Regions from separate parts of the Triticum aestivum genome. Here region 1 is linked to region 2. The links are chromatin contacts, called in public Hi-C maps. All regions are on one chromosome and are shown on one strand. The core of a region is the stretch at or near the end of the contact, and the rest is flanking DNA. Distances in the headings are between cores, read along the strand shown. Region 1 holds the start of LOC123040082. Region 2 has its middle 130 kb from the start of LOC123040080.

What was found. A called contact is a pair of places that touch in the nucleus more often than the background predicts.
Region 1: a contact with region 2 is called in a Hi-C map of leaf, with 6 times the contacts expected there. The contact joins the promoter of LOC123040082 here to the enhancer-like site in region 2. A contact is called at or near these places in 2 of 5 Hi-C or Micro-C datasets (both in leaf).

The regions. Positions count from the first base shown.
Region 1 is chr2B:24,373,612-24,378,887 of IWGSC CS RefSeq v2.1, reverse strand. It overlaps LOC123040082, which reads right to left and starts at 3,900. Exons shown (of 2, transcript XM_044463022.1): 1 at 3,299-3,900; 2 at 1-1,223. The coding sequence starts at 3,819. The coding sequence ends at 143.
Region 2 is chr2B:24,059,270-24,064,218 of IWGSC CS RefSeq v2.1, reverse strand. No RefSeq gene overlaps it. Among protein-coding and RNA genes, the nearest start is that of LOC123040080, 130 kb to the left of the region's middle. Within about 2 kb of position 1,983, at least 4 of the 8 cell types and tissues checked have an H3K27ac peak or open chromatin away from gene starts, as enhancers often do. A contact at or near this core is called in leaf, where this site is marked.

The sequences.
Region 1 (5,276 bases), core at 2,651-5,150, 310 kb before region 2:
CTCTGTTAGAGAACAGACTTCCTGTGCCGCTATCGCCTAATGGGGCATACACACAAAAACAACAAAAACACCCATCCAACCCAAGGGTGGTGATACATAGTATACAGGTAAAATAACTAGGCATTGTAGTTTAGCTGTCTTTTCAGCTTTCAAAAAACTCACCAATCTTGTTTTCCAACTGCTCAGCAGTATACTCATTCTGACGACTCCTTCGTGACATCAATCGCTTCAATGAAAGTCCTCTCCGATTTGCCTGCAGTGCCAGTGCATGCAGGAAGGCCTTGTATGGTATAACCACTAGATTCTTTATCTCGTCTCGCAGTTCGTACTTAAGACTAGGTACAACCTTCCAGGTCATCTGGCGATCGCAGATACTGACAAATCCTTGAGTAAATTCAGCCAAGGATGAACGGCGCGGGTTCTTCAGATAATCTTCCTTCATCAATGACAGTACAAGTGGAGCCCAACATTCCTCAAAGTAGCCCCTTCTGTATCTCTGGATCATACAAATGAGCCTGCTCACCAGTTCTACATTCCAAAACGGTGCTCCTGGACGGCGCATCATCTGCCAAACATCACATGCATTATTCAAGAGGATTATGTATTCTCGGTCCTTTTCAGCTTGGCACATCTTTTTTGCATCTTCCTCCAGCTTCGATACCCAGCAGTCAAACACGTGAGAGTAAGGATCAACGGTGCAATCTCCAGTGGCGAGTATTAACTGCACCATATCTGTGTTGCTGTCGAAAAACTCCAGGACTTGATTGAAAACAACAGTTGCTGGATGAATGGTAGATTCTTCACTGTTATCGATGCCACTTGCAGCTTGATCAAGTACTCCACTTAAAGTAGCCACCATCTTACTCGCCATAACAGCAATCTCACCAGATCTGTTCAAAGGTAAGCCCTGTAAATTGTACAGGACATCAACGATTGCGTCAACGATAGTCAGCACTTCCTTAACATGGCAAGCACACCAGCTTGCCTCGCTGAATGAACGTGCTAGCTCAAGGAGCTTCTCCACAGATTGCCCAGCAACCAATGAAAAGCACTCTTCTTTTACTTCTTGACATAATTGCTGACTGTTCCCATTCAGTTCTCGCCATATTAAACAGACAAGTGCAGTAGCAATTTTTAGCTTGATAACAATATCAGTTGATTCTGTGGCCAACACACAAGGATCTCCCTGAAAAACTGATGGGTTTCCTTCGACATTGGACAATCTGTTTCATGGAAAAGATTCAAACATCAGAATCTACTGCAAAAACATCAGAATCTACTGCAAAGTGCGTACAAACTTTCAGAAAGCCCCGCAGAAATTGTAAAAAATCATAGGCTCTCTCTCTCTCTCTCTCACCAAACATAATAGCAGATGTGTTCCAACAGAAGCATTCACTGTGGTAGAAACTACTGGAAAAATAACTGAAACAAAGGCAACCCCATCCCCATGATTTTAAACATAATGGTAAGAGTATAATTTGTTGTAGTCACTCAGCCAGAAGTTACTTGGTCAATTACTGAAACAAGTCAATTAACTCGATCGTTTTAAATGTGAGGAGAAATTCCATATTGCCAGCATACAGTTCTCCTTCCTTGCAGATGTCTGGTATTTTATAAGATTATATGAACCAGATATGTGCGCTAATTTAGGTGCCCGCAATAGTATCCGCGCGGATTATATATTGTGCAAGAAATGCCATTACTGCAAGATTTAAGATGTAAAAGTGGTGTAGCAATTGGCAGGAAATCAGGGCATAATATGCTCTACATGGCAGGCGTATGCCGAGCATGAAACATGGAAGTGGTGTATGTGTTTCTCTTTTTATGGAAAAAAACAAGAATCCAAAACTTGGAAGTGGTATTAGAAATGTTCTGTAACTGGGTCTAACAGAGAAAGTGTGTGCTGAGGAGGACTTGATAGTCCAGCCGTACAGACAGAGAGACTTTAAAACATTGCACATTGCAGAAAAGTCTGGAGAAACTACCATATCGAAGCACATTGCACAGATAGTGCTCCGGTGATTCCCTTGGAGGCAAGAATTGTTGCACATTTAAAAAATATCCCGAGGAAAATACCATATTCACGTACTCCCTCATTCCTAAATATAAGTCTTTGTAGAGATTTCGCTATGGAGCACATACGGATGTATGTAGATGCATTTTAGAGTGTAGATTTACTCATTCTGCTCCATATGTAGTCCATAATGGAATCTCTACAAAGACTTATATTTAGGAATGGAGGGAGTAGTACATTCTAGTAAAATCTAGTGCCTACACAGAAAATACCAAACTGTATTCTAGAAAAGAAAATACCAAACTGCTCCTACTAGAGCCGTGCCAGGCAGTGAGAAAATGTTGCCCATTTCAGAGAAAATAGTCGTTAAATAAAAGTATCCGATAATAGACAGGGGCATGGGTACATCCTCTCTGGAGTTGAAAATTAAAGAGTGCTCCAGGGAGCTATGCCAACATAGAAGCAGAAGGGTTGCTGGTACGAAAATAAGGAGTGCCTAGATGGGGGTTCCGAGTGCTTTTTTTATCATCATTTGCTAGTACTCAGATTTACTGCAACATTGACCATTACATGGCATGATATGGACTAACAAAGCATTCAGCATGAAACCCATATAACATCTGAATGCAACATTTTGAACTACAGACTACAACATTGGCCATTGGGTTCAACGGTTTAACGTTAATCAAGTAAAAAACCTCGAATCAGGCAACTCATTGTCCATTTCATAAACGGAACAACAGTTTACAGCCAAACATACAGTGCGTGTGTGTAGAAAATGAAGAGCAGAAACGCACTGCTGCAAAGGATAAGTTCAGCTTGAGCTTTGTGTTTCAAACTTGTATGAGTATGGCTTATTGAACTTGTGTAATCCAGCGGTTAACTGAACCTTGGGAACAACTTGTGGCTATAAATCTGTGCTAAACCACTGGCTGTCTGCATCTTTAGCCAGGATAAACACCTGTATACTGGTACTACCTTAAAATGGAAACCCACTGTTCGTTGAATTCCATTGGAAAATTTAATATGCTGAACGCTTCAGAGAGCAGTGAATGAAGACAGCAACGCATCAGCAACATTACTGTTATCCCTCGCAATGAAAATTTGAAGAGAATCGAAAATGTTTCCTAACTGAACTTGACAGAGCAACAGGGACAGACAGAGTGTTCTAACAGAGACATCGTACAGAATGAAATTTCCGTGGAAAAAAATCGTACAGACTGAAACAAGAAAGAAAGAAAGAAAGAAAGAGATGGGTGAGAAATTGGTAGAGTGCTGCAACACCTGCGGATGGGGTCGTCGTAGTGGATCGCGGCTTGCCTGAGCATGCCGACGGCGTGGCGCCGCCCCCGCGTCATCTCCTCCATGGATTCGGGGTCGATGAGGCGGGCTTGAGGAACTGCTTCGAGGTAGCGGATTTGCGGGTATCGGAAGTACCCGTCGGCGCCGGCGTGGGGCGCCCTGCGACGGAGGAGGATTGGACGGGTGGTCTCTTCCTCTTCGAAGAAGCCGCGGGCGGCTGCGGCGGCGACTGCGACACCGTTCGCGTCCACCAAGGTGTGGGTGCGGGGCGGCTGCTGCTCCGGCAGGCGGCGGCCGTCTCCACCACCCGCGAACCCCTCCAGAGGCATAGGCAGAAGCAGGAGGTTCCTCCAGAGCCACCAGACGACGACGACGGCCACAGGCGCGGCGAGGTGGAGGGCAAGGTAGGCCGCCGCGGAGGCGCAGAAAGGGCGCGGCGGCGGGGCGGAGGCGCAATCGAGATTCGGAATGCAAGACAGATTGGCGTACACAAGTTCAGGCATGGCCGCCGCTGGCTCTGCTGGGGGTCGGAGAAGTTCCGGGGGAAGGGGGAAGTGGGCGGGTTGCGAGTTGCGACTGCTTTGGCTGTTTTTGCAAAGGGGGAAGTGGGTGGGTGCTCTTAATTTTTGGCTGGAATTTGACGACGGTAGCGACAGCTGAATGAAAATCTCCTCCTGCAAAACCGAGGTCTACAAAGGTTTGATTGGTATAGAAACGCCTCCTCAGCAAATTCTCAATAGTATGGAATGTTTGCACTGGTCATTTGAATCGCCTACTTCAAATTGTTACTAGTAGTATTCGTAGTGAATTACGTACTCCCCTTGTAATCAAATGTAGGGCATTACAGCAAAAACGTCCTCCATTTGTTTACAGTACTACAGATAAACTTTTTACCTCATCGCAAGATTTTTGCTTGTAATACTACTCCAAGATCATATACATATACTAGTGGTACTGGCAGAGAGGGCACTTTTTTATTAGTACTCCCTCCGTAAACTAATATAAGAGCGTTTAGATCACTAAACTAACGACCAGGCAGCAAGATTTTTCTCGTACGACTGGCTGAGCGGATAATGTAGGATATATCTTTCGCGCTATGTTGCGGGGATGATGATCGCTCGTGTCTGAATCCGAAGCGTGCTCCGCTCCGCTCCAGGCTTCAGGTCGTCGGTCAGAAGTCAGAACCAGAAGCTTGCTCGCCGGCTCGCCGCTCCGGAAAGAGGCCTATCTCGTGGCCACTCGTCCGCCAGGCCAGGTCGCTCCATAAACTGAGCAAGCAATAGGCGAGGGAGTAGCAAAGCTTCCGAACCGAACTGATCGAGACGCCAAGACCTCTGATGGTTTGCGCATGTGCCTTTTGTTTGTGCTGCTATTACTCGCTCCGTTTCAAAATAAGTGTCTCAACTTTGTACTAATTTCAGTATAAAGTTATACTCCTTCCGTTCCTAAATGTAAATCTTTGTAGAGACTCTACTATGAACTATATACGGATGTATATAGATGTATTTTAAGTGTGGATTTATTCATTTTGCTTCGTATGTAGTCCATCCAGTGGAATCTCTACAAGGACTTACATTTAAAAACGGAGGGAGTACTAAGCTTGAGACATCTATTTTGGAATGAAGAAAATATTATATGTTATTCCTTTAATCCTGAAATAAGTGACTCAACTTTATACTAATTTTAGAAGGTGAGAGTACTACTAAGTACTGTATGTATGTGGCGGGTGCGTGTGGGTGAAAGAGAATCTCGCCCCATTTGGAATTTTCTTCGCTTCTTTCTTGACGGGACTCTACTATTCTTTTTTATTTTCTGACTAGCAGTATAATTCAATACTCGTTCAGAATCGGTTTGACATCTGACGTTTCATTTGGGAGGCAGTAGCAGTATGTACCTGCTTAACGACATCAAGCATGGCACTTTCTCGCCAAGCCAATCTCGAGGACTACTATGCTTATCC
Region 2 (4,949 bases), core at 734-3,233:
CAGACAGCTCTCTTTGGCGCCGCGCATCACCAAGCAAACAGCCGTGCCGTAGGTGTTCCAATCATAAGTGCAGGAGGGCCAGGTTGCTGATTATCCCCCTCGAAACATGAAAGAAAATTTGTTGATGGGTAAACACCGTGTCCTTGGATCCCCTCCTCCCCCTCGGCCCTCGCGTCGCCCCCCTGGGCGACTCGGGGGCGACTAGGGTTCCGCGGCCGCCGCCAGCCCCCTCCACTCCCTTCATCCCCTCGCCGCTACCGGAGACGGCCGCCGGGAAGCCTGCGCGGGCGCCGGTGAAGGTGGCGGCGGGGATCTCGGCGCTCCATCCCCTCTCGGAGGCCTGCGGTTCCTGGGGCGGCGGCCCCAACCGGCGAGGCGGCGCCGTCGAGCGGTGGGCGGCGTTCGCAGGGGAGCTGGCCAGCGTGCCTGGCCGCACGGGCGGCGGGTGGTTGGTGGATCCGGCCGCGGCGCGAATTTCTGCGTCAGATCTGGAGGTTCGCAATCCCTTCCCGGCTACCTCTCTCTCGCCGTCGGCGGTGGCTAGTGATCTGCTCTCTGGCCCTGGCGTCGGTGCGAGTTGGTGGCCAGCTAGGGGACCGGGGCAAACCTTGGCCGGTCCGGCCGGTCCGGCGGCGGCAACGCCCAAGGGCGCTGCTTTCCTCCATGGAGGCGCAGCCGAGGTCCCCTGCTTCCACCCCGACCCACCCTGCCCGGGTGAAAACCTTATATCCTCTCGGATTTGGCGGCGGCGGCGCCTTGCGCGTCGTGAACTTGCTGGAGGCGCCGTTAGGGAGGCGGGTTGCGGTCGGGAGGCGCTGCAGGTGAGGGATGAAGCTGCCTCCTCTTCATCGTTCGTTTCCACGAAGCGTATTTCCACCTAGCTGGGCATGGACCGTGGCGGAGCGGCCGGCTAGGGATATCCCAAATCGAAGTGGCCGCACTATGTCCACCTTCCGATGTGAGGGCGGCATTCTTTGAGCTCTAGGGTGAGCTCCTCGAAATCCCGACGGTGCGGCGCCTACTAGACATGGCGAGGGGGTAGGGTCCCTCTTCGGTGGTTGAGATGGAAGATGTTGTTCCCCTTCCTATCTAGGTGTTCCTGGAGCATGGCCATCTTTTGAAGGTCGGATATGCCCTGCTTTGCTGCTCTGTTTTTCCTCATTTGATCCTAGTGTGGGAGTGCTCGGCCTTTGCTAGCTGTAATCTTAATTTCCTTTGCATTAGCTGCTTGTGGAGGCTGTAGTTAGCGTTTCAGTCCAGTGTTTCCATTGTATCGTTCTGACCGATGTAATTTGGTTGTTTGCTGTAACTCCTGGCCGGTTGATGGCTTTGTTAATTCAAAGCCGGGCTCATCGCGAGCCTTCGTTCTAAAAAAAAACACCGTGTCCCGAGTCCAATGTTCCCCATCGATCCAAGGTCCATAATTCGGGACCCCCTACCCGAGATCCGTCGGTTTTGACACCGACACCAAGGAGATGGCGCTCACGTTTATGAGTGTGGACAAGAACAACATGTCACCGGAGAGGAGGGCTTGGTTCGCGAACCGGCAGAAGAAAATGTTCGCTCGCGACGGCTTGAACTAGGTAAGAGCATGACCACGACCACGATGGCTGTCTATTTTGAAGGCTGGCTGCATGAACTTGCGTGTACTATGGCCATTTAGCTACACCATTTGTTCTTTTCTTATTTTGCATGCACAGCGGACGAGATGTGGTCGCGTGTTGGACGTACGACCGGCGCATCCACAAATCCAGATGAACATGGCTACATTGCCTCGCCAAACGTCCGTTTGGGCTCGCGCGTTGGAGTTGGCCTAAAACAAAGAAGCGAAGAAAATTCTGAATGGGGAAAGATTCTTTCTCACCCACACGCACCCGCCACATGTACAACAGACGAGGCACACGCGCACACCGTCAGATATACGTTGCGTCCCCATCATCAGTTCGGGTCGGCGGCTTTGCCTACTCCCTCGCCTATTGGTTCCGTAGTCATCGCTCGATACGAGTAGTAGTTTATGCAGCGATCTGGAGTGGCGGACGAGTGGCCACGCACGGTAGGCCTCTTTCCTTCCGGAGTGGCGAGCGGCTTGCCAGCCAGCAGGCGTCGGGTTCTGTCAAATGAGTTGATGACCTGGAGCGGGGAGGAGCACGCTTCGGATTTCAACACGGGCGATGTGTGTATCCTATATTATCCCCTGGGCCACTTGGACGAGATAAATCTTGCTGTCTGGTCGTTGATGGTGGCGCCCATGGGTGGCCTCACAGCCTTGTCTACTTGTTTGTGCTCTGTTTCTTTTGTTCGCTTTCATCCAGCTAAACTTGTTGTTTTCACTTCATAAAATGTCAAGGATTGGACCGGTCGGGTTGAGGGCCAACGAGAGAAGTAAAAAAGAACGGTGGTGCCGCACCCTTGTATTTCAATCCAGCAGTCCGGGTGAAAGCAATCGAAATTTTAAACAAGCCCGATCTACATGTGATCGCATTTTATTTTGAGGTACGCAATTAATCTTGAATACTACTCGTAAAGAAGCGATGTAAACAACTCGATTCCAAAACATCCCATAAAACTGAGAATTCATTAAATATAAACTTGAATTGATCCAAATTAAACGTGTGTGTCGCTATGACAACAGTTATCCACGATACCACGGATAGCGATTGTCACTGGTTGGTGTCAATCTGTTATCCATGTTATTACTGGCGGTGGTGGCTTTCTGTAGACATCTCTACCTTTTCCTTTTTTTTCTATATCTTTCCTACTACGTACTACGTTGAACCGATCGAAATTTCGTTGATTTCGCTGTCGTTGCGGAAGAAGCCTGGTCGCCGGAGGTATCGCGGCCTCTCGCACCCAAGGAAAGGATCGCTCCATAAAGTAGGTGACCTGAGATTGCACGGCTCGTCGCCGTAGCCTCTGATGACATGAGCCAATAGGCAACGCGCGGCGCTAAACCAATGTTGGAGATGCTCTAAATTTGGGGCGTCGGATAAGCATCTTCAACAGCTGCGCAAACGCGCGGCGCGCTAAAAAATAGTTTGCCGCGTGCCCATCGTCAGGTTTGGCGCGGCGCACAGCGCTGGCCCCATCAGCCGCGCTAAAATGCAGCGTGTGCAAGTCCATATTTATTGCATTTTGAACACAGAATAAATTTCACATAGATATAAAAAAGATACAAATATATTTCACATAGTTAAAACGATACAAATAGATAAAAACAAGTTCATAGCATAGATAGATAAAACCGAACTATGGTGCAACTACATAAAATTAAACTACTGTGCAACTAGATAAAACTACGGTGCAGTTAGAACTACTACGAGTCCTCATCATCATCTTCATCCTCGGAGGTGTTGTCCGAGGTATCGATCCATATGTCCTCCCAACGTTCATCGTCTGACGTGAAGATCTACCTCCCACCTACTTCAACGATATCGCACTGCGATATCGCCAATGCCTTCCACCGACGCCGATCCGCCCGTTCCGCGCGGCGCCTTGCCGTCCTCTCCGCCCAGTAGGCGCGCTCGTTGGCGACGTCCTCCGGGTGGCGCCGGCGTCACTCCACCATGGCTCGCTCGTCCTCCTCGGCGACGAGTAGGCGGCGCTGCAGCCGAACATGGTTCGCACGGTCCTGGTCCGTGATCAGACGAGGCGGAGGGGCGACGGCCTGCGCCTGTTCGCGCGTGTGGACGTCCCGGAAGTTCATCTGCGATGGGGGCTTCTCTAGGCGCCACGCCGCCGCGTTGTACGCGCGGGCCGCCTCATTTGTGGTCCAAAACGAGCCGAGCCGGACGTTGCCGGACCGGATCTCGGCGGAGTACCAGCCGTTGGGGCGCTCGCGGACGCCGCGGTAGCCCGAAGATCCCCGGCGGCGCGGCGGCATGGTGGCGCGGTGGTGGCGGGGTGCTGGAAGCGGCGAGAAGCGTGGAAGCGGCGAGGTGGCGAGGGGAAGGGCGTGTGGCAGTGTGGTGGAGCGCGTGGCGAGCGCCGCATTTTATAGAAGCGCCCGAAGCGGCGCGCCAAATCTACCGCGCGAGCTGCCGCAATCTCCCGCGTGCGCTGTCGCTTCCCGCGCGCGGTAATTTCCCGCCACCGCTGGAGCGCGCGAAAAGTTGCCGCGCGCGCTAAAACCCCAGTTTACCGCACGCGCGTCTTTTGGCGCGTCTGTTGAGGATGCCCTTAGCGCGTGCCCAATCCTTTTTGCGCGTGCACTATTTTACAACTTCTGTTGTACCTGTTCGGCGTCCAAAAACCCGAATTTTAGCGCGTGGAGTAGTTTTTTGTGCGCTTGTTGGAGATGATCTTAGACTGGCGTCGTACAAGTAGTCGATCGAGTAGTGAAAAAATCAGGAAAATCGACGCGTTCGCTCTCCTAGTCTCTGTTCCACTGTATTTAGTACCTGATCGAATGCTCCTTGCTCATATACTGATACAAAAGTACTCCTCTCTCTCTCTCTCTCTCTGCAAAAATCTTGCGATGAGGTAAGAAGTTTATCTGCAGTACGTAGTACAAGATAGGTAATTCACCGTGATATTCAAGAAAAAGGTAATTCACCATGAATATTGTATACTCCCTCAGTCCATCCGTTTCTAAATATTTGTCTTTTTAGATATTTTAAATGGTTACCACATACGGATGTATATAGACATATTTTAGAGTGTAGATTCACTCATTTTGCTTTGTACGTAGTCACTTGTTGAAATCTCTTGAAAAACAAATATTTAGGAATGGAGGGAGTATGTAAGAAATTAAAGTATTTCCTCCTATTCATATTACTTGTCACAGTTTTAGTCCAACTTCAGCACAAAGTTATACGTACTAAATCAAACCTATTGAGAATTTGCCAAGAATGCCTTTGTATACAAATCAAACCTGTTTTTCATAGATGAAATCAAACCTTTTTACCCTTGCAAAAAAAAAAACGTTTTAAAACATTTGCTTTAGAGGAGGA